Linked DNA regions of Mus musculus: regions 2, 3, 4 and 5 are each linked to region 1. A link is a contact called in public HiChIP or PLAC-seq and promoter capture Hi-C data. All regions are on one chromosome and are shown on one strand. The core of a region is the stretch at or near the end of the contact, and the rest is flanking DNA. Distances in the headings are between cores, read along the strand shown.

What was found. Promoter capture Hi-C pulls out the DNA fragments that hold promoters and counts their contacts. HiChIP or PLAC-seq counts read pairs in DNA pulled down with a chosen protein or histone mark.
Region 2: an H3K4me3 HiChIP or PLAC-seq map of bone marrow-derived macrophages shows a contact between it and region 1, with 3 times the contacts expected there. The contact joins the promoter of Pfas here to the promoter of Pik3r6 in region 1. A contact is called at or near these places in 3 of 39 promoter capture datasets (cranial neural crest, maxillary cranial neural crest and second pharyngeal arch cranial neural crest), 1 of 115 datasets of contacts at active chromatin or transcription factors (bone marrow-derived macrophages) and 1 of 9 other capture datasets (liver).
Region 3: a contact with region 1 is called in a promoter capture Hi-C map of the SN4741 cell line, with 2.7 times the contacts expected there. The contact joins the enhancer-like site here to the promoter of Pik3r6 in region 1. A contact is called at or near these places in 11 of 39 promoter capture datasets (the 3T3-L1 cell line, the C10 cell line, the SN4741 cell line and 5 more).
Region 4: a contact with region 1 is called in an H3K4me3 HiChIP or PLAC-seq map of neural tube, with 4 times the contacts expected there. The contact joins the promoter of Rpl26 here to the promoter of Pik3r6 in region 1. A contact is called at or near these places in 4 of 39 promoter capture datasets (the C10 cell line, cranial neural crest and second pharyngeal arch cranial neural crest) and 1 of 115 datasets of contacts at active chromatin or transcription factors (neural tube).
Region 5: an H3K27ac HiChIP or PLAC-seq map of microglia shows a contact between it and region 1, with 5 times the contacts expected there. The contact joins the enhancer-like site here to the promoter of Pik3r6 in region 1. A contact is called at or near these places in 4 of 39 promoter capture datasets (the 3T3-L1 cell line, the C10 cell line, cranial neural crest and 1 more), 3 of 484 Hi-C or Micro-C datasets (cerebellum, uterus and ventral hippocampal neurons), 4 of 115 datasets of contacts at active chromatin or transcription factors (bone marrow-derived macrophages, cardiomyocytes and microglia) and 1 of 9 other capture datasets (pancreatic islet).

What each region holds. Positions count from the first base shown.
Region 1 is chr11:68,500,489-68,505,858 of GRCm38.p6, forward strand. It overlaps Pik3r6 (phosphoinositide-3-kinase regulatory subunit 5), which reads left to right and starts at 2,531. Exons shown (of 20, transcript NM_001081566.2): 1 at 2,531-2,759.
Region 2 is chr11:69,005,636-69,011,005 of GRCm38.p6, forward strand. Pfas (phosphoribosylformylglycinamidine synthase (FGAR amidotransferase)) reads right to left here and starts at 2,825. Exons shown (of 28, transcript NM_001159519.1): 1 at 2,768-2,825.
Region 3 is chr11:68,028,889-68,034,258 of GRCm38.p6, forward strand. All of the region lies in intron 6 of Stx8 (syntaxin 8), which reads left to right. Among named protein-coding and RNA genes, the nearest start is that of Stx8, 65 kb to the left of the region's middle. Within about 2 kb of position 2,038, at least 106 of the 459 cell types and tissues checked have an H3K27ac peak or open chromatin away from gene starts, as enhancers often do. A contact at or near this core is called in the SN4741 cell line, pre-B cells and trophoblast stem cells, where this site is marked.
Region 4 is chr11:68,899,215-68,904,584 of GRCm38.p6, forward strand. Rpl26 (ribosomal protein L26) reads left to right here and starts at 2,352. Exons shown (of 4, transcript NM_009080.2): 1 at 2,352-2,410; 2 at 3,056-3,228; 3 at 3,965-4,105; 4 at 5,151-5,320. The coding sequence starts at 3,061. The coding sequence ends at 5,279.
Region 5 is chr11:68,868,896-68,874,265 of GRCm38.p6, forward strand. No RefSeq gene overlaps it. Among named protein-coding and RNA genes, the nearest start is that of Rnf222, 17 kb to the right of the region's middle. Within about 2 kb of position 3,101, at least 138 of the 459 cell types and tissues checked have an H3K27ac peak or open chromatin away from gene starts, as enhancers often do. A contact at or near this core is called in bone marrow-derived macrophages, microglia and uterus, where this site is marked.

The sequences.
Region 1 (5,370 bases), core at 1,281-3,780:
CTCAGAAGCTGGCTTAACCTAGTCCCCCTGATGCCTTTGGAAGGGTAGAGGACAGGGTGTGGGTGGCTCAGGGCAGCCCTACCCCATCCATCCACACCCCTGAGGGAAGGGGCTTAGATGGTCAGAGAACAGAGGTCTCAGGCTGGAACTGGGCTCCTCTGGAGAGCTGAGAAGCTGGGGGGCCTTCACAACCAAGCTCTCCAACACCTCAGGGTGTAGATGACTGAGGCCCAAAGACAGCCAGAGGTGTGTTAGCAGGAGTGTGTGTGTGTGTGTGTGTGTGTGTGTGTGTGTGTGTGTATACACTTGAACAGTCCCCTGAGAGTACCTTTGTTGTCATGAACCGCCCTGGGACCCTCTGTGCTGTTGCTGGAGAATTATTGTAGGTCCAGGGGAGGTGGGTGGGGCTAGACAGCCGGTCTGTGTCTACACCCTACCTGAAGATGGGCGGGGCTGTGCAAAGGCACAGGTGTGGGGACAGATCTTTCTCATCACCGCCTCCTTCCCTCCTAGTCCTCCGTGGAAGGGATGGGTCTGGGACTGTCCTCAGTCAGTCACCGGGCTGCCCCGCTATATGGTTACCACACCCACACCAGCTGCAGAAACGCTGCTGATAAGAGCGGTGCGGCCACAAGAGCAGAGGCCAGCTTGTGATTTCCGATTCAATTAGGCCGAGACTGATAAGCGGGGCTGCCCGTGGAGGCTGCACGGGTTCATGCTCTCAGCTATTACACACTGGGTTTATTCATTTCCACCACTCCCCCCACCCCCACGTCTGTCACTCGTGTGCTCACTTTCCACTTGCTTTACTGAAGGAGCCAATCTTTCTCTTCACATGGATGTGGTGACTAAAATCTGAGGACCATTACTATCCCAAAACTTACTGGGCAGGAGAAGGCGGGTCGGGCAGGCAGGCAATGGCCTCAGAACACCAGCGAAGAGGGAAGAGACGCTAGAGAGAATTAACCCCGGGTATGTGGGAGAGTCTGGAAAAAAAGTAGGGGGAGGGAGGCAGAGCCAGAGAAGAAATGACACTCATCCCTGGACTGTGTTTTTCTAAAGGCTTTCTCTTAAAAAATGAAGGCAAGACTAGAACCTAGTGAGGGCCTTACAAGGATGTCAAACAAATAAAAACCAGTACTTCCAAAGCTGCAAGCGATAGAAGCCCACATTAAAAAAAAAAAAATCAAAACTTTAATCTTTAAAAGGCAGGGAAATTTGGATCACATAGATGAGCTGACTAGAAGTAGATTAGGCAACAGGGTTTTAGGCATGACTGGATCTAGGTGCTTCAAAGACAGTATCACTATTGATCTGCCTGACACTCTCCAGAGCCAATTTACCAATAGGATGTGACCATAGAGTCTGTGACTTTTTAAAAGAGGCCTAAAAAGTGTGTTGGAGATGTTCCTGTGTTTTTTATTTCAAGTCTGAGATAGAGGAGGAGGGGAAGAGGGAGGTGGAATGAGAGGAGGCCAAGGAGGTGGAGCTTCCTCTCAGTGCCCAAACTGTCCTTCCCTAGCCTTGACATTTGCCACCACTGACCACTGGTCCCTTCTTGACATTCCTGCCCAGCTTTTCCTCTTGCCCCTTTGCCCTGTTTCCTATTCTTCCCCGAGAAGAGAGATGACCCAAGAAAAACATTGGAAGGAGAGTCCCATGGCCTCGATGGTTTTTGTTTGTCTGTTTAGAGACAGGCTAGCAATATGCAGCCCTGGCTGGTCTGGATCTGGATATGTAGACAAGGCTGGCCTTGAACTCACAGATCTGCCTCTGCCTCTGCCTCTGCCTCTGCCTCTGCCTCTGCCTCTGCCTCTGCCTCTGCCTCTGCCTCTGCCTCTGCCTCTGCCTCTGCCTCTGCCTCTGCCTCTGCCTCTGCCTCTGCCTCTGCCTCTGCCTCTGCCTCTGCCTCTGCCTCTGCCTCTGCCTCTGCCTCTGCCCCTGCCTCTGCTTCTGCCTCCAAAGCATCTGGATCAAAGGCATGGACCACCACACCTGGCAGCCTGGGTAGTTAAGAACCTTCACTAGGGTGCGGAGAGGCTGCAGTGAGGAGCTACTCAGGGGTGAGATTAAGGAAGTGGCTCAAGGACAGGCTTTGTCACAGCTCAGGACAGAGCCCACAGGCTGGGGAGGCAGTGCTGAGCAGACTTGATGTGGTCTAAGATGCAAATGTGGGGGACAGATGCTGGGATGACACAGGGTTTCTGTTCTGAGGTGACAGAGATGCTGGTTTGGTGTGAAATAGTTCAGCCTGTGCATGTCAGATGTCAGGAGGTTAACAGACATCTGGTCCCTCATGCCCACCGTAGGATGGGACATAAGTGGGGTACCTGGACCTTTGGAAAGGCTAGATTTCTGCTTCAGAACCTCATCAGCATGAGAGTGGACATATCCATCCCTTGTGGAAATGTTCATCCCTCCAGACAGGTCACTTGCATTAGGCCAGAATAAGGAACCCCCAGGGACAGTGAGTGACCACACCCACTTCTTTGAAAAAAAAAAAAAAGCCTCAGCAGGATATGCCTGGGAGGGGCTTTGTGGGCCATGAGGAAGGGGAAGGGGAAGGAAGGGGAGGGACAGGACTAGCTGTGTGAGGAAGAACTTTTTCTGCAGATCTCTAGAGTGGACAGTCAGGACGACAAGCTCTCTTTGGCTCCTTTGGGACATCTGGTCCTTGGGGTTGCTGGCCTCCTGAACAGGACCTCAGGAGCTCATTGGCTGGAGGGTCTGGGGACGTGGACAACTGTGGTCCAGCTAAGGTAGGTTCTGACTGGGGCAGAGTGTCTGAGGAGGGAGTTGGGAGAGACAGGGCTGGACCCAGATGAGGTTCAACATGGAAGCGGCTGGTGGATGAAGAGCCCTAAGGAGCCCACGTCTCAGAAGGCTGGTCCTGCTGTGACAGTAAGAGCACCTGCCAGCTATTTCTGTTCAACCTATTTTCCAATGAGGAGAGGACCCAAGATCTTGTGAGGAGACCTTTCTTGTTTTACCCCTCGAACTCTGTGCCTGTTAGCGATAATAGGGTAAGGCCAATGCTGTATAGCTGTGATTCTTTCAGGAACTAGAGGTTGGGTGGGTAAGTGCTTCAATGCCCATCTTGGGTCAGGAATAGACCAAGACTCAGCGCAGGGAAGTAAATCGCAGCAGGTCACAGAATAAATGAGCGAGCAGGGAGAATCCTGAATCCCTGTCTATGTTGCTTCCAAGACGTCATCTGTCCATCTCTCTTCTGGGTATTTAGTGACTGTCAGGGCTGGCTGGTGTGGTGTGTATGTGTGTGTGTGCGTGCACTCACACTCTCACAGAGAGACCAGGAGGGGGTACAGGGAGGGGCATCTGTGCTCTTAGGTTGTTGGCCTCCTGCTCCAGGGGCTGAGACAAGGCCTTGGTTGTCTGATACAGTAATATAAGGCAAAAAATTGCTGGTGAGCCGGGACTTGGAGACAGATATAGGGAAAGTGAGGTGAGATCAGGATGAAGCTTCAGAGATCGGGAGGGCTTATATGCAGAGGTGAGGCTGGCCCTGGAGCACCCCTGGAGGAGAGAGCCCAGAGTGCAAATCTCAGAGGCAGGTCAGTAGATATATGATTGAGGATGAGGGAGCAGAGACCTAGAGACTTTGTGTGGCAAAAGATGCAGTGTGGGACTATCCTCATTCATTGATTTAGCTCCGGGCAGGTCTCATGTCTTACCAGGCACAGTTCTCCTGCCCATCCTATGTGACAAGGGCTGCAATGGTGTTTCCTTTAAAGCTGAGGAGGGCTGGGGCTGTTGCTCAGTGGCACAGCACCGTGCCTAGCATGCAAAAAGCCCACAGGTTTGTAAATAGGTATGGAGTAAGAAAGAGGAGAGAGGGAGGGAGAGAGAGAGAGAGAGAGAGAGAGAGAGAGAGAGAGAGAGAGATTGAGAGAGAGAGAGAGAGAAGCCGTTCAGACTTACAATAGCCTCAGTATAGGCTAGGTTAGACCCCAGTCAGTGTGGGCTAGGATGCAGGGCCTCATCACCTGTCACAGGCCTACTGCAATGCCCTCATGCTGTTTCCAAGGCCATGATGCCTGAAAGGCACACAAAGGCCAGGCTTCAGTTCCTGTGGCCCCTCAGCATCCAGGACCCTCGGATCCTCTCAGCCTCCCTGGGAACAATGTTGTTGCTCTTACTGCTCTGTCCTATTCAGGTGTTTCCTTTAAGCACCGCTAGACACCCCAAGGAAGTTGGCCCGAAGCCCTTTACAGAGCCTGCAAGGAGGCAAGGTCTTTAGGAATCTTTAAAATCCTGATTGGCCCTGGGGGCTGAGGAGGGTCCCAGAAACTCAGAGCTCTGCCTGCATTTCCGCTTGCCCACTAATCACTTGCTATGGTTTGAAGATCTGCCCAATAGTCATATGCTGTTGTTTAATTTAAAGAAAAAAAAGTTATATTGTCTGTTAAGTGTGGTCTGCCCCTGAACTCCGGCAGTGAGAATGGATACTCCGGTGGGAGAGGCAGGCGGGGAGGCTACATGGAGAGGTGAGAGGTGGTGAACGTGGGTGACAGAGGCTCCGCAGGCTGTTTCCATCTCTGCGTATCTCTGTCTCTCTGGGGGGGGGGGTGACTGCAGGTCATAGGGAAGCAGAAAGACTACCTGCAAGTTCTCTGCTGTTGCTCCAGGGTTTGGCCTTGCAAGAGGGGCTGTATCAGGCCGGACATGCATACAGTGTCCGTCTGTTTGGACGGCTGGGCGCAGGGATGCTGTTGGAATGCGTGCAGCAAAGGACAGGGCTGTGAGGCTCTTTCAGAGCTTCAGCCCCAATCCCAGCCCAGCAGCTCTGAGCTTCCTCCAGCAAGGCTGCTGACAGGATCACACAGAGGCTACAAGGGCCCAGGGCTCCCATTCACTCTTCCCACCTGTTACACTCAAGGCTGTAGCCTGCCTCACACACCTGCCCCAAGAGCTGATCCTTGCTAATGTTCTGAACTTAAGAGAAAGCTCTCTGGGTCCCCCCCAGTCCCTCCTCCCTTTTTTCTTTCCCTTGTTTATTTATTTATGTACTTATTTTGTCTCTGATCTCATCTTTCTGTCAAAAAATAATGAGGGGTCTTCTGTTTAATTATTTAAGTGTTTGTGTGTGTGTGTGTGTGTGTGTGTGTGTGTGTGTGTGTGTGTGTGTAGCAAACACCCAGATGGAGGTCAGAGGATAATCTGTAGGAGTTGCTTCTCCCTTCCACCTGTGAGTCCCAAGGACCAAACTCAGGTCGTCAGGCTTGGCTGCAAGCACCTTTCCCCACAGAGTCATCTTACTGGTCCCAAGAATGGTGAAGGAATTTTTGGTCTTTCTTACAAGTTAGTCTGCCACTTGAGGGTGCTGCATAAACCATGAGACCTAACGACAGA
Region 2 (5,370 bases), core at 1,575-4,074, 510 kb after region 1:
TACACACACACACACACACACACACACACACACACACACACACACAAATTACTCCACAGGCCAGTGGGATGGTTCAGCAGGTAGACACTTGCCACCAAACTTAGTGATCTGAGTTTGATTCCCAGAACCCACTTAATGGAAAGAAGAAAGCTAACTTTCACAGATTGTTCTCTGTCTTCAAGTGTTTGGGAAGCTCAGATACAGGCGAATACTTAGTGTGCTAAGGTGATGGGCCTGATAAAAAACTTTTAAAACAAAACTGAATTCTTTTGGTATCCCATCCAAGACCAGTATTGTGCAGCTGTCAATCCAGAGGCTACTTAACTGTTCTTATAAGCCCTCTCAGCAGCACGAGATTCAATTAATTTTCTACGTCTTCACCCTCCTCTCGTGGCTCTAAGCACACCATCATCCTCCTGAAGGTCTTTCCCTGGCTGATCCCGAGTCATCCGAGCTTACCCAGCTTCTAACTGTTAGGTATCCAGGGTTCTGTCCTTATTTCTCTCCCTTTGTAGTAAGTGGTTTCAGCTAGTCCTGTGCTTTAAAGTCTACGTAGTAAAACCAACCAATGAAATCGCCACATTCATCTGTTAATTTAAAATAATTTGATAGCATTCAAACTAATGTTTGCCAAAAATATTCTATAACTTTTCCCAACAGTGAATCTCTAAAACTCCAGATTGGTATATTTAAATACCATCCCACCTACATATAAGGGTGTCATAAATATAGCCAACAAGGGCTGAATATTTAACGCAAAATATTTGTCCAGTATCCATGAAGCCCCGGGCTGGTTTGATTCCCAGGACCATATAAACTGGGCAAAGTGGCACATATGCCTGTAATCCCAGAACATGGAACGTGGAGGCAGGGGGATCCTAAGCTCAATGCCATTCCCAGCTACACAGTGAGTTTGAGACCAGCCAAGACTTATTATTTTTTTTAAAGATGTATTTATATATTTTTTATGTGAGTACACTGTAGCTGTCTTCAGACACCCCAGAAGAAGGTATCTGATCTCATTACAGATGGCTGTGAGCCACCATGTGGTTGCTGGGAATTGAACTCAGGACTTCTGGAAGAGCAGTCAGTGCTCTTAACCACTGAACCATCTCTCCAGCCCCCACAGCCTAGACTTATTGAGAGACTTCTCTTTCTTCTTCCCTTTTTGTTCTTTTGAGAGGAAGAGTTCATGGGAAGGGAGCTGGAAGGTAGGCAGTAACTGTAGTATGGCTGGTGCCCCCAGTCAGGCAGATTGGCTATGCCTCTGCTCTTCTCTATTATAGGGAACACTACTCCATCCAAACAGTTGCAACTGTTTGCACAGGCATAGGATTCAGTGACAAAGCACTTGCCTAGCACGTGCAAGGCCTGACGTTCAATCCACAGAACTAGAAAAAGTAAGACTGACGCCAACCTTAACTACTCTTTTCCCTCAATCTCTCCATATAATCACTCTCCATATAACAACTCTACTTCCACACATACATTAAATCTCTTGCCTTTTCAGGTCTATCACCTCCTGAGTCCACGGCACCACTATCATTCATTTGGACTGATCAGCGTATTGTTTTCTCTGTTGCTGTTGTTTTATGAGGAAAAGGTCAGGTTATCATATAGCCCAGGCTGGTCTGGAAATCAGTCTTCTTGCCACTGCCTTCTAATGTGGAGCCTACCTAGGGGCATGCATCACCACACCCAATTGCACCGAATTCTTCAATGGTCTGATTCCACTACTGCACAACCACATCCTATTTGCCACAGACAGTGAAAAGACCATGACTTCTACACTGGTGAGGTGGCTTAATGAATAAACACTTGCCTCTGCTAGGCATGGTGGTACGGGCTCTGAATCCCAGCAAAGGAAGGTGAATCTCAGGATTTCAGGATTTACATAGAGTTGCAAGTCAATCAGGGCTGTAAAATGAGACCGTTTCAAAAAAACAAAATCAACCAACCAACCACACGAGTTGTTAAATGAACAGACCCTTTATTCCCATCACACCTCAGTTCCCTGCCTCCATACAGTCCTCCTTTAAAAAAAAAAAAAAAGCAAAGGTGGCACATGCCTTTAATCCCAGGAGGCAGAGGCAGGTGAATCTCTCTGAGTTAAAGGCTGGCCAGGACATCCAGGGTTACACAGAGAAACACCCAGGGTCTCATTTAGCTCAGGCTGACCTCTAAATAGCTATATAACTGAGGGTAATTTCTAGTCCTTCTACTCCCAAAACCTCGAGTGCTGTAATTTCTCGTGTTCTTCACAACACCTGATTTATGAGGTTGTAAGACTCGAACCCAGGACCCTGAGCTACATCTGCAGCCCTCTGCAGTTATTTCGTCTATCATTCCCAGCGAAATGTAAGTTTCAGAAATATCGGAACCGGGTTTTATTTCGGCACTGTATTCCCAACGACTAGTATGGTGCCTGATACAAAGCAGGTGGTCTTCACATTTTTCTGATGAATGAATGGTTGGATGAATGAATGAATGAATGAATGGATGGATGAATGAGACCATGAGATGAGGCTATTTCAGGGATGGATGAATGAGACCATGAGATGAGGCTATTTCAGTCTGGTCGTCCACCTACACCGAGTGCCTGCAGAACACGCGCTCCAACAGATGCTCTACCCAAGGCATGTGGATCCAGATGGACCCAACCCGCCCTAATGGGGAAAACGACGCGGCCTGGATTCGGTTTGAATGTGTGAGCAATGGAACCGCATCAGGAAGCGAACTCAGGGAAGGACGCGTAGGTTGTACTCACCTGAAGCCCGCCAGTTTGCGCCAGAGACCCACGAGTCCTTGGCGCGCGCTCGTTGTACGTCATCAGAGAGCGCCACCGCCGGAGAAGCGATTCGCGCGGGCCGGCTGTGGGCGGTGCCAAGGCTCCCCGCGGTGGGTTGGGGCTGTTTGAGTGACAAACCTGAATCTCTTTTAGAAGTCCAAGCCTGTAATCCCAGCACTGGGAGGCCAGAGCAGACAGGAGTATCTTTGAATTCTAGACTAGTCTGGTCCACATAGCAAGTTCGAGGCCAGCCAAGGATGTACAGAGAAACCCTCTGTCAAAAAGACAAAACAGGGGCTGGTGAGGGCTCAGCAGGTAAGAGCACTGACTGCTCTTCCAAAGGTCCTGAGTTCAAGCAACCACATGGTGGCTCACAACCATCCGCAATGAGATCTGATGCCCTCTTCTGGTGTGTCTGAAGACAGCTACAGTGTACTTACATATAACAATAAATAAATCTTAAAAAAAAAAAAAAGACAAAACAAAATTCAAAAAAGAGAAGACGCCTCGAATTTGAAATATCACTTGAGAAAATGTTATTTTATTGATCACTGAAAGTGCCTTACGGCTGGAGGTGACTCTTAACTTGTTGTCAAGTTGACACACAAAACCATCCAGTACACTAGCCTAAATTACATTTAAAAAGTTAACGTGTAAAACTGTTTTGGCTCTCTGTATTTTTCTCCCTTCTGCCTTCTTTGTTTATGCAAGATAAATTGGTTTTCCAAGGTCATTTAATTTAGAACTTCTGTTACTTTGACCTTAATAGAATGTAACAGTCTGAGATTCTCAGACTAATGTAAAATCTAGGCAAAGTACCCCAAAACCCTTTTTAAAACAAAACAAACAAAAGAAAGAAAATTCTTTGTGTAGCTTTGGCTGCCCCAGAACTAGCCCTGTAGACCAGGATGGCCTCCAACTCACCGAGACTCAAGACTGGGATTACAGGCCTGGGCAACCACTGCCCCCTTCACAAAACAGCCTTTTAAAAGACCCTATGCAATACAATACAGCCAGCCTAAGACCTGCAACAGCAAGAAACAAGAGACAATGTTTAAATAGATTTTGGAAATGAAATTTAGGTTCCTTTTATTTATTCAAGATTTATTTATTTTATGTGAGTACAGTGTTGTTCTCTTCAGACACACCAGAAGAGAGCATCAAATCTCATAACAGACGATTGTGAGCCACCATGTGAGTGCTGGGAATTGAACTCAGGACCTCTGGAAGAGCAGTCAGTGCTCTTAACAGCTGAGCCATCTCTCCAGCAGCTCCTTTCTTTATTAAGCTGGTAAATTTATTTATATTGCTCTGTCTTCTGAAAGTAAAGACTTCATCTCTATATACATAGAAAGGCTATGAGACTATATGTGGCATATATGGATATGAGAGTATGTGTGCATATACATATATGTATTTTAAAGATTTACTTATTTATTTATTATATGTTAGTACACTGTAGGTGTCTGCACACACTCCAGAAGAGGGTGTCAGATCTCATTACCCGTGGTTGTGAGCCACCTTGTACTTGCTGGGATTTGAACTCAGGACCTTCGGGATAGTAGTCAGTGCTCTGAATCACTGAGCCATCTCTCCAGCTCTATTTTTTATTTATTATTATTATTTAGTTATTTATTATTATTTTATGTATTATTATTTTATTATTTATTTTATTATTATTTAGTTATTTATTATTATTTTATGTATTATTATTTTATTATTTATTTTATTATTATTTATTTACTTCATATATTCAGACAGATCTCATTTCAGGTGATTGTGAGCCACCATGTGGTTGCTGGGATTTGAACTCAGGACCTCTGGAAGAGCAGTCAGTGCTCCGAACTGCTGAGCCACCTCTCCAGCCCCTATTATTATTTTTTTTCAAGACAGGTTTTCTCTGTGTAGCCGTGGCTGCCTGGCTTTTTTTTTTTTTTTTTTAATTAGGAAGAATTTTTATGTGATAAAATGTTGCCAAAGCATGGTGCTTCACTCCTGTAATCACACTTGGGAAGTAGAGGCATGAGGATCAGAAATTCAAGGTCATTTTTGGCTACATAGCATAAGGTAAACCTGGACTACATGAAGCCCCACTCTAAAACAAGAAACAAAATGAATAAAATTTTAAAAACAGGGTGGGGGGAGGGGGAGGTTTTGTCCCAAGGTAAAATGACTAGATTTTACCAAATGGAAAAGGAACTATAACGACAAAATAAAAAATTGTAACCATGCCGGGCAGTGGTGGCGCATGCCTTTAATCCCAGCACTTGGGAGGTAGAGGCAGGCGGATTTCTGAGTTCGAGGCCAGCCTGGTTTACAGAGTGAGTTCCAGGACAATCAGGGCTACGCAGAGAAACCCTGTCTGGAAAAACCAAAAATAAAAAAATAAAAAAATTGTAAACATGTGGAAAGATGGTGCAGGACCATCCACCCATGTGGGAGCTTGTGCACCACACAGGGAGGCAGGCGTTCTCAATTCTCCCAGGTCAGGAGCTGGAGTTACACACACTTGTGAGCCACTGGATGAGGGTGCTGAGAACTGACCTGGGTTTTCTGTTGTGCTCTTAACTGTTCAGGTATTT
Region 3 (5,370 bases), core at 788-3,287, 470 kb before region 1:
CTATATCGTGGACAAGCAGCCTTTGTGGATAGAGAACAGGAGTGAGGCCCGAGCTATTGTGTGGCTTGCCTTGTTTGAGATAGGTGTCTGCTTAGAGTGACTGAAGCTCAGCCCCCGTGACTGAACACCTGTGCCCTGTGCTTTCTCTTACATCCACTTTGCTTGAGCAGTCGACTGTGTTGGATTGGTCCCTTGTTCAAATCAATGGCTTTCTGTAAATTGTATTTCACATATAGAACTGTGAGGTGAAACAGTTTCTAAAACAGTCCTTCAATTCTTAGCTGGGTTTGGAAACAACCAAGGGATTCTAATCCTTGCCAGTGGTGTCTAGAAGCCTCCTGGTCCTGAGATAACTCAGCCTGATGGGGACAGGGACCTCAGCGGCAAGTGTGTACACACCCATGCAGGGGCGGGCATGAATGAGGCTGGGCTTCCTATGCCTGTGAGCAGATGGAAGCCGGCCTTCCAGATAAGTCCAGAAGTTAGGAAATGGCAGGTTTATGGGAATACTAATTTCTTCCGTCCCCTCCCAAGAATGGGATACTCAGACCACCCACCTTGGTCCACAACATTTTTAACATGCATACCTAAGTTTGTATTTTTTTTTCTTTTTCTTTCAAATAAGTATCTCTGGATAAATCAAGTTTAGACATTTTCAGCTTCACTTCAGAGTCCTCATTTTTCATACTGTTTTCAACAGAAGCCCCACTTTATCTGGGCCAGCATTTTATGTGGATTTATCGTCATCCATGCCTCTTCTAATTGGTGTGTGTGTGTGTGTGTCTGTCTGTCTGTCTGTCTGTCTGTCTGTGTCTACCATCACTGTGTTGGGGGGGTGCTATGATTTTCACCATTAAAAAGCTTTAATGTTTATGGTTGCTTTTTTTCCACGGAAGTGTGGTTTTTTTTTTTTTGCTTGTGAGATCTTTTGAAAACCTTTGAATGGTACTAACTTATTTTTCTTCTCTTCCTTGTATCCTTCCTGCTTTTTCTTGGCAAGTTTTGGGTTGTTCATCTCAGAGTTTTTCTTTCATGCTGTTGTGGGCTGAATTATGCCTTGCCCCATTCACATGTCGGTGTTCTGACAGCCTACCCCTAAGAATGTAACTGTATTTGGAAAGAGCTTTTTAAAGGGGTAATTAAGTTAGAATGAGGTCAGTCGGCTGGGCCCTAATCCAGTGTGACTAGTGTCCTTTGTAAGGTGAAGAAACTGGAACAAGACACATATGGAGGGGGACCCTGGGAAGACACGAGGGAGACACACCATAGAGGGCCTTAGAAGCCAGTCTTGTGATGACAACTTGATCTCTGGCTGCAGTCTCTGGTCTCCTGAGAAAGGAAGGTTGTTTTAGGCATGCAGTTTGTAATGAGCTCAATCTCTGCTGCTATGATTTTCCTTACATCTCTACTAATGTTTTTTTAAAATATTTGTTTGTTTATTTATTTATTATATGTAAGTACACTGTAGCTGTCCTCAGACACTCCAGAAGAGAGAGTCAGATCTCGTTATGGATGGTTGTGAGCCACCATGTGGTTGCTGGGATTTGAACTCCTGACCTTCGGAAGAACAGTCGGGTGCTCTTACCTGCTGAGCCATCTCACCAGCCCTCTGCTAATGTTTTATCAGCACTTTAGGTTTATGAATGGAGGACCATGTTGACACATATAGCCAGCTTTTTAAATGGTGGCAGATCGGGTTACCCAGAGGGCTTCTTTCTTGCCTGGGACAATGTGCCATGAATCTACAAGTACTTAGGTTCTACCCGGGCATGCTTCTCATGGGCTAAGTAAGAAGAACACGCAAGCAGAGTCAGGGCCCTAGAAGTGATGGCATTAGAACGTTAACCTAGGGGGAAAATGCTGGGAACTTTCACCTAGGGTGACATGGCTTCTTCATTGACCTCTTATTACCCTGTAGCTAGCTCAGAGCCTCTGACTCATTTCCTTGCCTGAACACCAGCTCCCAAGGGCCTTCCATTCACAGCAGTCCTTCCTCTCCAGAGAGAGCTGGCCAAGGGTTGCAGCTGGGGGTAAACCCTGGAGGCTGCAGCCCACACAGGGCAGGGCTCAGGGTAGTTGGGCCCAGCTGCTCCATAGAGAACTCTGCACACAGGCCTGATTCCTGCCTCACAGTCACTCTCTGTGTAGAACATTCTGTGGCTGCCAGTAGCCATTGACTCCAAGCCTGGCGGGTCTCCAGTGCTCTCTAGTTGGGAAGAAAGAGCTTCTCTCTATAGCTATGTGTGTGTGTGTGTGTGTGTGTGTGTGTGTGTATGTGTGTGTGTGTGTGTGTGTGTGTGTGCGCGCGCACGCGTGCATGTTTGTTTCAAGTTGGAGTTTCCCTCCGTTGTGGTTTGTCCATACAGCCCAGGTCTCGTCTTTGAACAAGTGAGTCTTCTGAAGGACTTGTTCATTGATAGCTCTCCTCTGTGTCTCTGTGTCTGCCATTCTTAGAGAAAAAGGATCATCTCTGCAGCGTGGTTGTGCTCTCTGGAAGGAAGGAGGCAACACGCTGAACTCTACTGTCTACAACTCAAAGGCATGTTTTTATGAATTAACAGGAGCTATATAAAGTATTTTACCAAAGTGGCTGGGTCTCTGGAAGCTTTGCTAGAACAGATGTTTCATTTGGAGTCCGTGGAAGTTGTTTGCTTGGCTTCCTATGAGTGGCACCCCACCTTATCACCTGCTACCTTCATGGCTGAATTTCCCTAAAGTAATACAATTAGGGAGATGAGGAAAGGTAATCCTGTTCCTTGTATTCGTAGTTTTAGGTACTTGAGGGTGGACAGTCTTTGTCTATAGACAGAGGCTTGTTAACAGAGTAGGAACGAATGGGGGAACAGGAAAGACAGTCTGTCATTCTAACTACTGTCTGACTCTCCCTGGGCATCCAGCAGTTCCTGATGCTCCACAGGTCTATAGACTCAGTGTCCCCAGACCATCCCAGTGTAGATACAGCTATTAAGTCCTAGATGTCCCTAGGCACTTCTATCTGCTTGGCTACAAATTCCCGTGACTCTTCTTCTGAATTGGGTACTTTATGAGAACATTCACAGAGCTCAGGAAGGTGCCGTGCTTATAGGGTTTTATTGTAGTAGTTGCCACTCTGGAAGAGCCAAGTAGTGTAGTGAATGTGGCAAGGTGTCGGGGAGGAGGTGCAGAGTCTCCATGCCCTTTCCACGTGTGCCGTGCTCAGAGCACATCCATGTGTTCCCTGCCCTCAAAGCTGTCAGGACCTTGCTGGTGGGTTTTCGTGGAGGCTTCAGTACTTGATTGATCATTGGCCATGGTACAACCAGCCTCCTTCGCCACCACTGAAGGTGAGCTTGGGCCTGAAACTTTCAGTGCTCTAATCATGCATAGAGCTAGTCCTCCTCTCAAATTACTTAAAGGTCTCCTAGGAATCATCTCCTTGCCACAAATCTAAAAGCATTTCTTAAAGATAACAAAAACTACTCTTATCAGGGAATTCCAAGGTTTTTGATGTTCTTGCTAAGAACTAGGGGGTAAAGATGAGAAATATACTTTTATTATTATTATTATTACAGCACAGCTAGGAGCCAGTGTCTGTGAGTCTGCTGAGTATGCAGAAATGATTGCTTGGCATGGGTGTGGTACTTGTCACATGGCTTTGCTGCTGCTAGCTTTAGTTTTGATGATGAGCTGAGACCATTGAGCCACAAGGACTTTGCCTTTTCTAGACTATGCCTTCTTCATTTCTTTCTGGGCCCATAGTTGGTTTATGTCTTGGGACAGCTCGGGTAGGTGACTCATCGGCCTTCCTTTCCCATGGGCTTCCCCACAGTTCCTACTTGATCTCTGAAAAGGAGGAGGCAGCCACAGTCCCTCCTACTGTAGCAGCTGAACCAAAGAATGCACCTCAGCACAGCACAGCACAGCACAGCACAGCACAGCACAGCACAGCAAGCAGAAAGGATCCAGTAGCATCACAGATGCAAAGAGTAGGTCTCCCTGAGCTCCGCTCCTGCCGCTCTGCACAGTGGTTTTCTTCCTCAGTGCCTTTGTAGGAAGAAGGGAGGGCTAAAGCTGAGTTGGAGCCTCCCCAAGTTTGTAGCCCCCACGTCTGTGTAGGTGACACTTTTACAATCTTGAGTGATTGTAAGGCGACACAGAATTTGAGTCATTCCTGACATGTTCTAAGGTCAGACATGGCAACGAGCTGCATTTTTCTTTCCTCTTTCCTCCAAAGATGCCCGAAGGTTGGAGGTTCTGGCCCTGGGTCCTGTTGCAAGGTTTTGTGATGACTAACAGTCATTGCCAACTTAGCAGGATCCAGAATCACAGAATCTAGAAGATGATCTCTGGATGTGATTGGGAGCTTTTAGGTGAAGTTGATTTGGGTGGGTAGACCTAAATGCCTTGTTTTTCTTTTGAAATACAAAGAAAATAGAAGCACTGTAATGAGTTGCTTTGGGGACAAAATACTGTAACTTGCATGATGAGATCTGGACATAGAGGTCACATGGTTCCCTTAGGAACCTGGTCTAGTGCTTACTAAGTCAGCGTTTGCCCACAAACAATGAGCATGCACTGGGTATGCTCATGGTTATTAGTTATCACATGAGAGGATACAAAACAGAATCAGCCAAGGGCCGGGCTCAGAAGTAAAGTCCAAGGGCACCCAGGGCAACCTTCCAAGGACATTGAGCCAGTAAAGTCACACAGGATATGCTTAATCCCACCGAAATGAGTTCTGACAGCGTGTATGAGATGTTACTAATCAGGGAATCGCATTAGAGGTGATCGCCCAGGCTTTATTCAAGGCATCTACTACATAGGCGTGTTACCTCCTCCCTGGCGGGTATCCAAATTCCAGAGAACCAGAAGGAAAGCAGGTGTTCAGCATAAGCCACATTGTCTGTGCAGCCCAGACACCTTGGGCCGCACTTATCAGTTAACAGTTCACCCCTCCCCACATCCAAGTTCCAAGGTACCTGCCAAGGACCAACCACAGAAGGGCACAGAGGCCCACTGCATGTCCGCTTTACTTGCGTTTACAGTGATGGGATTAAAGGCATGCACCACCACCACCACCACCTGGCAAGACATTTTATCTTGTCTAACCATCTCAGGCAGTCATTTGGAAACAGAATTGGCATCACTGGAGAATAGTTCTGTTTTTTGTGTACCGAGAATTTGTTCTCTCTGCACCTGCTTCATTCCTGTCATTACAGGGATGCACATTCCCTGTGTCCCCATCAGTGGGGTAAGCGGAAAAGCTTCTCGTTTAGCCATCTTGATTGGTTGCCCCATTACCTTTGGAAATCACATTTCCTTATCTCAGCACTGAGGGCAAATAGAGTAGGATAAGTAATGGTCCCCAGAAGGTTGTTGAGGAGAAAACGA
Region 4 (5,370 bases), core at 1,102-3,601, 400 kb after region 1:
GCATGGGCAGCTCCTATCGCCCTGTGACCTCTGGGCTTCCCTCTAAATGGCACAGAACTTAGTTCCCGGAAAATGCCACTTGCCTGTCCTCAAGCTACCCCACTGCCTCGAGGAGCTAAGTGTAACATTCTTCAAACCTCACCCAAGGGTGACCTACCTCACTGCACACACCTCCCTGACCCCAAAGCTAAAGACAGCGGGTTCAAGCTTCCTGTGATCCCAAATTGCTGCTTCCCGTGCCTGTCTCCCCTCTTGGACCATGACTTCCTGCAAGCACAAACCGGGAATTATTTTGTCACCCCGGTATTCTAGGCTAGCTTATGAAGGACACACCACAAGCATTTATTGAATAGAACTGCTGCAGGTTTTATTCAATTTTTCCTTTTCTTTATCTTTTCTTTCTTTCTTTTTTTGTCTTGGTTTTGTTCTTGTTTTTCAAGACAGGGTTTCTCTGTGTAGCCCCGACTGTCCTGAAACTCACTCTGTAGACCAGACTGGCCTCAAACTCAGAGACCACCCCCCTTCCTCTGCCTCCCAAACGTTGGAATTAAAGGTGTGCACCAGCAAACCCAGCTTTCAATTTTTCAGTGACATATAAAATTGGGGCTCTTTCTCTTACAGAATATTTGACAACACACTATTTTAAAATCATGAATACTGATGACTCTATTTTGAACCCTCAAAGGTATGATTTCTCGCTCTTCAACTTGACAGTTTGTAGGAACTGTCATATCGAGTTTCCCAAGACAGGATTTCTCTGTGTAGCTCTGATATCGAGTCATATCGTTTCTAGGGGGACCCGGAGAGCCAGCCTCATAGGTTCTAAACTTCTCTAGAAGTCATAGGTCCTGTGTCCCTTTGCACCTTCCTGTCACTGCTCCGTACCTCAGTTATCCACTCTGTAAACTGAGGACAGTACACCTGCATCAGCCTAAAGACGTTAGTGATGTGAAAGGGTATAGAAGAGTGTGTCCTGCCTAGTGTTCCGTAAGCTCCCTGTATCTTAAGACAGTATGTGCCTCCTGTTAGCATGACGGCTATATTATCTACAGAAACCGATGCCTCCGAACCCATTTGCAGAGAATCGGATCCCCTTGACCTACCTCCATCAGATCTGGAACCGAGAACTCTCAGGAGGGGGTTGAGGTCATAGTTTTAAAGGGTACACCTGTCTGCGATGAGAGTGTCCCCCCACCCCGTGTCTCTTTCTTTTCTTTCTTCCTTTCTTTCTTTCTTTCTTTCTTTCTCTCTCTCTCTCTTTCTCTCTTTCTCTCTTTCTTTCTCTCTCTCTCTCTCTTTCTCTCTTTCTCTCTTTCTCTCTTTCTTTCTTTCTTTCTTTCTTTCTTCCGTTCTTTCTTTCTTCCGTTCTTTTTCTCTTTTCATGTTTTCAGTTTTTCGAGACAGGGTTTCTCTGTGTAGCCTTGGCTGTCCTGGAACTCACTCTGTAGACCAGGCTGGCCTCGAACTCAGATATCCGCCTGCCTCGCCTCCCAAGTACTGAGATTAAAGGCAGGCGCCACCAATGCCGGCTTTTCCTTTTTTTTTTTTTTAAATTGGATATTTTCTTTATTTACATTTCAAATGTTTTCCCCTTTCCAGGTCTCCCCTTCGGAACTCCCCTATCCCATCCCCTCTGTCCTTACCTCCCCCACCCATCCACCCACTCCCGTCTTCCCGCCCTGGCATTCCCCTACACTGGGGCATGGAACACCCTCAGGCCCAAGGGCCGCCCCTCTCACTAATGTCCAACAAGGTCATCCTCTGCCCCGTTTGTGACCGGAGCCTGTAATCTTTTGTTGGTGGTCCAGTCCCCGGGAGCTCCGGGGGATCTGGCCTCGGGTCTGTTTGTTTAAGTGTGATTTGAACCGGCAACTTGGCATCATCAGGGGGCCAAGACCTATTTCCGTCCAGGTGAGGGATGGTCTCAATTTCGCAGAAGGACCCAGAGTAGTCTACCCAGATGTGGGGGCGGCCGGCTGGGGCTAATTATAAGAACTAACTCCTATGGGTCAAGTCACCGAGGTAACCGTCTGGCCAAGGTCCCAGAGCCACTCGGCGCCTAAAAGTAGGTCTTGCGCTTCGCCCGGAGCCCAGGAATGAAAGGGTGAGGTCCCCCAGGTCCTCTCACGCCGGCCTACCGTCCCTAAGCAACCCTCTTCATCCCAGGAGCACTGCCTTCCCCAGAGGACTAAGCCTACCACGCACACCTCCGAGGGATGACGTCAGGACCCCTCGCAGTCCCCCTCCGAGCCGCTAGATGTCGCTAAACTCCCATTCCTAGTTTCTTCTTTTCTCCCAACCTCCTCTCCCCTTTCGCTCCGAGACTCTCGCGAGATCTCGCGGCAACTTACAGAACCGGAAGTCGCGTGTAGTTCTCTTTCCTTTTGCGGCCATCGGTGGATCGCAGCCGGTGAGTTCTCGGCGGGTTGTCGCTGGTAATCCGCAGCCATCCGCGGCGAGGCGAGGAGGCTTTTCTGTCCCGAGGCCCCGAGACGGCCTTGCTGGCCCGGCATCAGCCAGGGAGCCGAACTGGGGCGGGCTCGGTCCGTGTCTTTCCTAGCCAGGGCCCGCGGGGCTGGAGAGGGTTAAGGGGACCAGGTTCGTGGACTCGAAGGCCGGCGGGGCCCATGGAGATGGAGTTAAATAATCATAAGCCCCGGGTCAGCCGTGCGGTTGCCCTCTCGCCAGTTGGGAGGGCTTGGAGATCCGCCCTTGCTTCCATGCTCAAGTGGGGGGCAAAATGCAGAGCACCAGAAGCGGTAAATGAGAAGGTAAAGACCGACGCTGTGTAGGACCCTCCCGGGATGCTGAAGTTGGAAAGTCAAGTTTAAAAGTAGGATAGGTGTTACTAATGGCAGAGTCTTCATCTTGTTTTCAGTCTTTAAAGACGAAAAAACCCTCAGATGGGAAGGTCTGGAGTAACCGAGCATGATACCTTCCAGTGAACGTTGTGTGCTTTCAGAGTGGAGTTGATGCTGTTTAGGGAACTGGTTGAGACTTGAAACGTTAAAGGGTCTTCTGGTTTTTGTTTTTGTTTTTTTTGTTTGTTTTTAAGCCAAAATGAAGTTCAATCCCTTCGTGACTTCTGACCGAAGCAAGAACCGCAAACGGCATTTCAATGCGCCCTCTCACATTCGGAGGAAGATCATGTCTTCCCCTCTTTCCAAAGAGCTGAGACAGAAGTATAACGTTCGGTCTATGCCCATTCGGAAGGATGACGAAGTTCAGGTATGTGTCCTTGCTTGGCGAGGCGAAGCTGAATGGAATTTTACGATTATTTGGGGGGCGCGGGGGGGGGTGAGAAAACCTGCATTTGATGTATGAAAGGGTTGCTTTGCATCAAAAGAACTGGAAAGCAGTGTGCTTTTTGGTCCTGCCTCAGCGGTTTGCTAATGTCTTTGTGTGGGGTTCTATTAGCTCTATTGGGGAGAGATTATCTGTAGCTGTAATTTATAGCTAGTGATTGGTAAGTTCTGGAAGTCTTTAAAAGAACGCAGGGTGGGTTTCTTTGTGTAGGTAGCCCTTGGCTGACCTGGAAAAGAGATAAGATAGAGCCCTAGGATAAAGGGTGTGCACTTCGAGACTGGCACATCTTAACACTTTTTAAGAATACTTAATAAAATGAAACACTTCTTTGGGAGGATCGACATGGGTTGAAAACAGCTATAGGATGGCAACAGTCTTGATTTGTCTGTTATTTAGAAAGCCTTTCTTTGCTATAGGTGATTGGCCTGGTTTGTTTCCAGTCTGTGAAGATGAAAAGGTTGGGGATTTAGCTCACTGTTCACATAGTGCTTACCTTGTATATACAGGTCCTGGATTTGAGTCCCAGTAACCCCATTCCCACCCCAAAAAGGGGACGTGTGGGTCTGCTGGAGGTGCACAGTGTATGAATGATTCGGCAGTTCTGGTTCTCTGGGTTACACTCTAGCCCTTGCTCAGTTTTTTTTTCACTTGCACTCAGGTTGTTCGCGGACACTACAAAGGCCAGCAGATTGGCAAGGTGGTCCAAGTGTACAGGAAGAAGTACGTCATCTACATCGAACGAGTCCAGCGAGAGAAGGCTAATGGCACAACCGTCCATGTGGGCATCCACCCCAGCAAGGTGGGTGTTTTTGAAGGAGGAAACCACTAGCTTTGGTGCTTGATTGCTGTTTACATGGCACCTGCAAGTGGCCCCTGTGATCAGTGAGGCCATTGATAACACCATTATGAAGTGGGCTTAAGGTATTGGCAGTAAAAAGCAACCTGGAGCTGAGGTTGTGATCCCATAAACTGATTATATAAGCCAAAGTAGAACATCCCATAATACATATACCTGTCCTATATATACTTTTCATGTCAGTTATTCCAAATTTGTGATTGGATTGTTTAATGTGCACAGCAACCACTTAAGGGGGTTCTCAGACTTAAATTAGTGCTAAAAATGTAATTTTCAAACTGCAGAAAACCCAAAAGACCGACAGACAACATCAGTATTAAAATTGTACCATGATTTCTTTCCCTTCCCCACCACATAGTACATGTCATGGTTGCTTCTGTGTGTGTGGAACCCATGTAGATCAAAGATGTGGGTCTGTTGGCCCTCTCTCCAGCCCAGCACATGACCTTAGTGAGCTCTGAGTTTTTGTTTTTCTGGTACTCAGAGGTCTGCCTGTCTCAGCCTCCTGGGTGCTGAAATTAAAGTCCTGTGCCACAATGCACGCCCCATGTAAGGTGTCTTTTAATGTACATGAGTACACTGTTGCTCTCTTCAGATACTACCAGAAGAGAGCATCTGATCCAATCACAGATGGTTGTGAGCCACCGTGTGGTCACTGGGAGTTGAACTCAGGACCTTTAACAGAAAGAACATTTTCTGTATGTAACATTGTAGTGGTTTTTGGGTTTGGTTTTTGCTTTCCACCACTAGCTCAGTTTTCAAGGAAAATGCAGTGGTCAGTTCTTGGTCTCTGGTCCTTAGTGCAGCAAGTGATAAGATTAGACTAGCTGGATAAACTCTGAGCTTCTGCTCCAAAGCTGCATCATCATTTGTATTTTAGAAAGAGACATTTAGGTATCTACTACCCTGGGTTCAGGGAATGGAAAGTGGGACCTGTAATTGGGCCTACGTTGTTGCTTAAAGCTTAGGGCTGCTTCTTTTTGTGCAGGTCGTTATCACCAGGCTAAAGCTGGACAAGGACCGCAAGAAGATCCTGGAGAGGAAAGCCAAGTCCCGACAAGTAGGAAAGGAGAAGGGCAAATACAAGGAAGAAACGATCGAGAAGATGCAGGAGTAGAGACATCTCGTGCACGGCTTTCATTAAAGACTGCTTAAGTAGTCCTGTCTTGTGTGGTGTTTTCCAAGTACCTTGTTTTCTGTGGCTTACT
Region 5 (5,370 bases), core at 1,851-4,350, 370 kb after region 1:
GCAAGACTCTGGGTTTTGCTGGACCTGGTAGCAAACACCTTTAATCCCAGCACTCAAGAAACAGAGCAGAAAAACTGCTATGAGCTCACGGCCAGCCTGATTATATATAACAAATGCTAGGGCAGCTAGAGGTATACAGTGAGACCCTGTCTCAAAGAAGAAAAAAAAGACTCTGGTTCCTTCCCTAGCACAATCAATCAATCAATCAATCAACCAATCTTGAATTAAAATAGGAATTATAGCTCACTTTTTTTTTTTATCGGAATCTCAAATTTTAAAACAAGTAATAACATCCATTGTAAGAAGAGATTGCTCCCCTTCAACTCAAATCCAAGTGAAAACATGCTGTAACCACCCTGGCTACCATCCTAGGATGAGTGCACATACCATCGCTTCCTCCCAACAAAACACATGTTACAAAGAACACAGCACAACACAGCAGAGCACTGGCAGGGAGATGTCTACTTGGTGGTGGCACATGCTTCTAGTCTCGGCATTTGAGAGCCAGAGGCAGGCAGATCTCTGTGAGTTCAAGCCTAACCTTGTCTACATAGACAATTCCAGGGCAGATAGCCAGGGCCGCATAGAGAGGGCTTGTCTCAGATAGATAGATAGATAGATAGATAGATAGATAGATAGATAGATAGATAGATAGATAAAAATATACAGACAGACATGGATACATAGATACGTTGATAAAACAAACAAACAAGTGCCGGGCATGGTGGCTCATGCCTTTAATCCCAGCACTCGGGAGGCAGAGGCAGGTGGATTTCTGAGTTCGAGGCCAGCCTGGTCTACAGAGTGAGTTCCAGGACAGCCAGGGCTATACAGAGAAACTCTCGAAAAACCAAACAAACAAACAAACAAAAGATGTCCACACGCATATACTATTACAAGCCTAAAAGCATGTGCAAGGGTGGTAGCCATGCAACAGACAGAGGAACCTGAAGGCCAGAAGCTAGCCAAAGCAAGAGTGCTGTGCCTCTGAACTCCAGAAAGGCTCCTGGGATAGAGGTTCTATCTGCTTCAGCAACCATATGGCATGGGCTAAAGAGAAGACGATGTGTTGAAGGTGGTACATTCACAGAACATTTAGACGCAGACCTCACAGTCCAGGGAGTAGGCAAACCAAAGCATTGCCTCACCCCAGCCCAGCAGGAGAAGGAGAGAAGAACTGGAAAGAGCAGCTAAGTCACTTCACCATAAAGAGAAAGGGGGCCTGAGGAGAAAGGACTCCTCCAAGTCCAGGATGTCTCACCCTCCTCCCTGGGAAGCCTCAGTATGTTGACAACCTCCTCCAGGCAGCAGGACCGAGAATTCTTCAATGGGTCTTCCAACCACACAGCCTCAACAATCTATCTCCTAAGAATTCATTCTAAGGAAATGCCGGAGCTGGTATGTGAAGATTGTATGTTTAATGGTGTTTTCTGCAGTACAGCTTACTTTTATAGACTCACACTGAAAGCCTATCACTACCCACAAATCAGTTTACTTTACCAAGCCATGCATGCTACATCCACACATGGGATATGGTACAGCAGTCCAGGACAGGGTGGATATTTGTGAATCAGCATACGATGACTCAAAAGACATTAAATGCAAAGAAGTTACAGGACGGTAAGTAGAATTCAACATTAAAAAATTTATTGAAAGTGTGTATGTCAGCTGGGTGTGATGGCTCATGCCTGTAATCCTCACACTGGATGGGTGTGCACAGGAGGAGTCAGGGTTCAAGGTCAACATCATAGCCTGTCTCAAAAGCATGTGTATTTTGAGGCCAGGTGAGGTTGTTGGGAGCGGGTGAGGCTGCACACACCAGTGATTCTAGCACCCAGAAGGCAGAGGCAGGAAAATCAAGACAGACCCAAGGCCAACCTGATCTGCATAGCAAATTCTATACCAGCCAAGACTAATAGATGTGAGCCCCTGGCTCAAAGGGGACTGACTGGGGGGGGGGGGGGGGCTGGAGAGATGGCTCAATGGTTACGAGAACTTCTGTTCTTGCAGAGGGCTGGGTTTGCTTCCCAGCACCCACATGGAGGCTCACAAGTGTCTTTAACTCCAGTTCTAGGGGATTCAAGTGTCTAGTCTCTAAGGGAACCCATGGATGTGTGCACATACACACCCACAGACATACACATAAAAATAGATAAAATGTCTATGTTTGTAGGTCAAAGTGCTCATATTTGAGGATATACTTATACAAAGATTGTCAGTGTCTCTGCATGGATAGCTTGTATTTTATCAAATAAGATAGTATCATGGAAAAAGTATGTCTAGTTCCATTTAGAAAACGAAATAAAGAGAGCCCCAAGCCTTGAGAAACACAACCTCCTTACAGTGTAGGAAACACTTTCATAACCATTGTCCTACAAGCTCTGGACGAGTTCAAATAAAATAAAAATACTTCGCCATCCATAGGCAAGAAGACAGAACGAAAGAAGCCGCTGGCCCGTCAGGAGTTGAGCGATTTAGAAGCAGCCAAGACTTCAAAACAAGCCCCTCACTTGTTCAGTCCGGCATGACATCATTGCCTCACCCTGATTGTCTCTCCATCAGCCCAGATAAACTTGTCTGAACCCAAAAAGCTCCCCGCCCCTCCAAGAAATACTAGCAGGCGGCCAGGAAATAAAAACCAAATCAAGGTGATCAGGATCCAGATGAGGGAAGATAACTGTGTTTTCAGAAAAAAGGCACCATAGCAAATGCCTAGTGTCACCTATCACAGGGACATAATGGCATTCATCCTAACTGGCCACCATATGGGCAGAAAGGGTTCTCAGACACCAGAAGCCTCCACTCTGGTGTCTCTCAGGCCACGCCCAAGCCCCCCACCCATTCCTTCCCCTCCCTCACTCCAATCCCCCAAAGTTGCAAGGCACCTGGTCCTGGCTCCTCAGCTGATCTGGTTCACAGCAGCACGTGGGGACCACCCGGGGCCAGCTGGGAAAAAGCAGAGGTCAACAGGAAGAAGGAGACTCAATCATGTCTGACAAAAGAGACTCTGGGACAGGAAGTGAGTTTGAGCCAGGAAGGCTGGGGCCTGCTGTCAAGTAGTGAGGCAACCCTGCCAGCCTTGTTACTCAGCTGGAGTTGAGCAAGACCTGGGAGCTTGGGCAAGGGAGTAAGAAATGCCAGTCATAGCTTCAAGGCTCTCCACCTCTGCTGTCTGCGTGTGAACGGCTGCTTCTGGTCCTCTCACCCACTTCTCCCCTCTGTCCCTAAGGACGAATGAACGCTGGCTAACTAATTTAGTGGAGGAGACAAACAGGTGCCAATGTTTTTATGTCTACGCCGGTGCAATAACACAGCAAGTAAGAGCTCAAATTAGGGGTTCGTGGGTGTGGCTCAGTGGTACTCTACTTGCCCAGCCTGGGTAAGGCCCTGGGCTCTGTGGCCAGTGCTCAAAACCAAAACAAACCAGAGAGAGAGAGAGAGAGAGAAGAGAACACAATCTTAAAGGCAGAGAGCTTAGACTTTTCATCCTTGAACCTCGTTTTCCCTCTTAGGAATTGGAGCTAACACCAGTGCTGACTCCTGCCACTGTTTGCCGCTCAGATGGGATAATGTGTATAACTACCTCCATATAAATCCCAAGATCCAGTGAGTCCCTTGAGCTGTCAGCATTGTCCCCTTCCTGCCTTTCCAAGGCTGGTCCATTCCCTAAGTCTTTATCAGATCACGTAAGCCATCCACGTCTCTTGCCTCCACAGTGACTGCCGTTCTCCTGTGCCCATTAGTCTTACCAAATAGAACAGGAGCCATTAGTAAAAGTGGGCACGGATAACACGTTAAAGTTATTGCCTGCTCCTGTCTAGTCTACAAATGTCCGTCTTATGGAAAACAAAATAACAATGCCTTATCTGTTGTTAACAACACAAAACAAGAAGCTTCCCTGGGAAGTCATTTCCCATAGGGGTGTCTTTATTCTCAGAGAAGGCAGGTTTTGTACATACTTGTCTCTAATAGGTGCCTAGGAGGGGCCAGCAAGTACTGGAAGTTAGTCTATAAATATTTGTGGCTCTCAGTGATCTGATGGAAACATGGCCCTATTTAAACCCAGTCCTAAACTGTGAACTGACCTCAAGGGGACAGGATACCTCAGACAGATAGGCAGACATGTAAGGTTACAGAGAGAGGGGTTTACTATAGAACTTACTAAGGAAGTATAGTCTTGAGTGACAGTAAAAACTATAGCTGGCAATCTGGGTCAGAAAGAGGAGTATACTTGTGGGCTGGGACAAAAGTGACTTCATCCTGGCTGGAACATACCTGGTATCTCATAACAAAATATCAAAGAGTCGGGTGTATTCCTGGGGCCAGGGTCTGGTTGTTCAAAGCCCCATATTTGACTTTAATGGTTTTATCTAGTTGTGGTTTGCTGGGAGACCATACAGGAAAAACCGGCCAGGGTTACTCAGGGGCAATCACGGTGGCTATGACTCAAGATGGCTGTGGTCATGTCAAACAAACCCATACCGAAGCACACAGACAAGCTGTACCTGAGCTGAGGGACCCACTGCAACAGGACTAGGGTTTTGCAGGTTGAGGCAAAGCTTTTCATGAAAGCAAGACAAGGCCCCCTGGGCATACTTTAAAAGTGGTTCTCACAATCCCAGAAAGCTCTGAAAGATGGGAAAGGCGTGTGTGCCTAGTCAGGTGATGCTGTGCATTTAATCCCAGCACTTGGAAGGCAAAGGCAGGCAGATCTGAGTTTGAAGCTAGCCAGGTCCACAAAGTGAGTTCCAGAACACGTAGGGCTACACAGACACGCCCTGGAGAGAGAGAGAGAGAGAGAGAGAGAGAGAGAGAGAGAGAGAGAGAGAGAGAGAGAGCTGAAAACTGCCAAGCTGCCTGAAGGCCTCCATCATCTCCACCTCCAGATGAAACCTGCTTAGCCTGCTAAACTCAACTCCCCCTCAAATCATGTTTATCACCTGCTGACCAATAGCCTGGCCCCTGGCTCTCTGCCCCCATCTCCCTGACCCCCTTCTCAGATGATGACGGTCCTGACAGCTGAGATGGCCTCTACTTGATGAGGACCCAGTCCTTGCTTCCTGCAGCATACCTCTCCACCAGAACTGTTCATCTGGCTCCACTCTCCAAGCTTCATCGAGCTTTACTGTGTGCTAGGCACTGGGTGGGGTTTAACCCATTCTGATTTAACGTCAAGACACTCTGTAAGGCCAAGGGTATTCTCATTTACAGATCTGAAAACTGAGCCCCAACATGTTCACAAAAATTGCCCAAGGAGACACCACTCAGTTGATGGATTCAAAGTAGCCATTTGCATTTATCTATAAGATTGTGTTAGGGCTGGAGAGTTGGCTCAGCAGTTAAGAGCACTTGCTGTTCTTCCAGAGGACT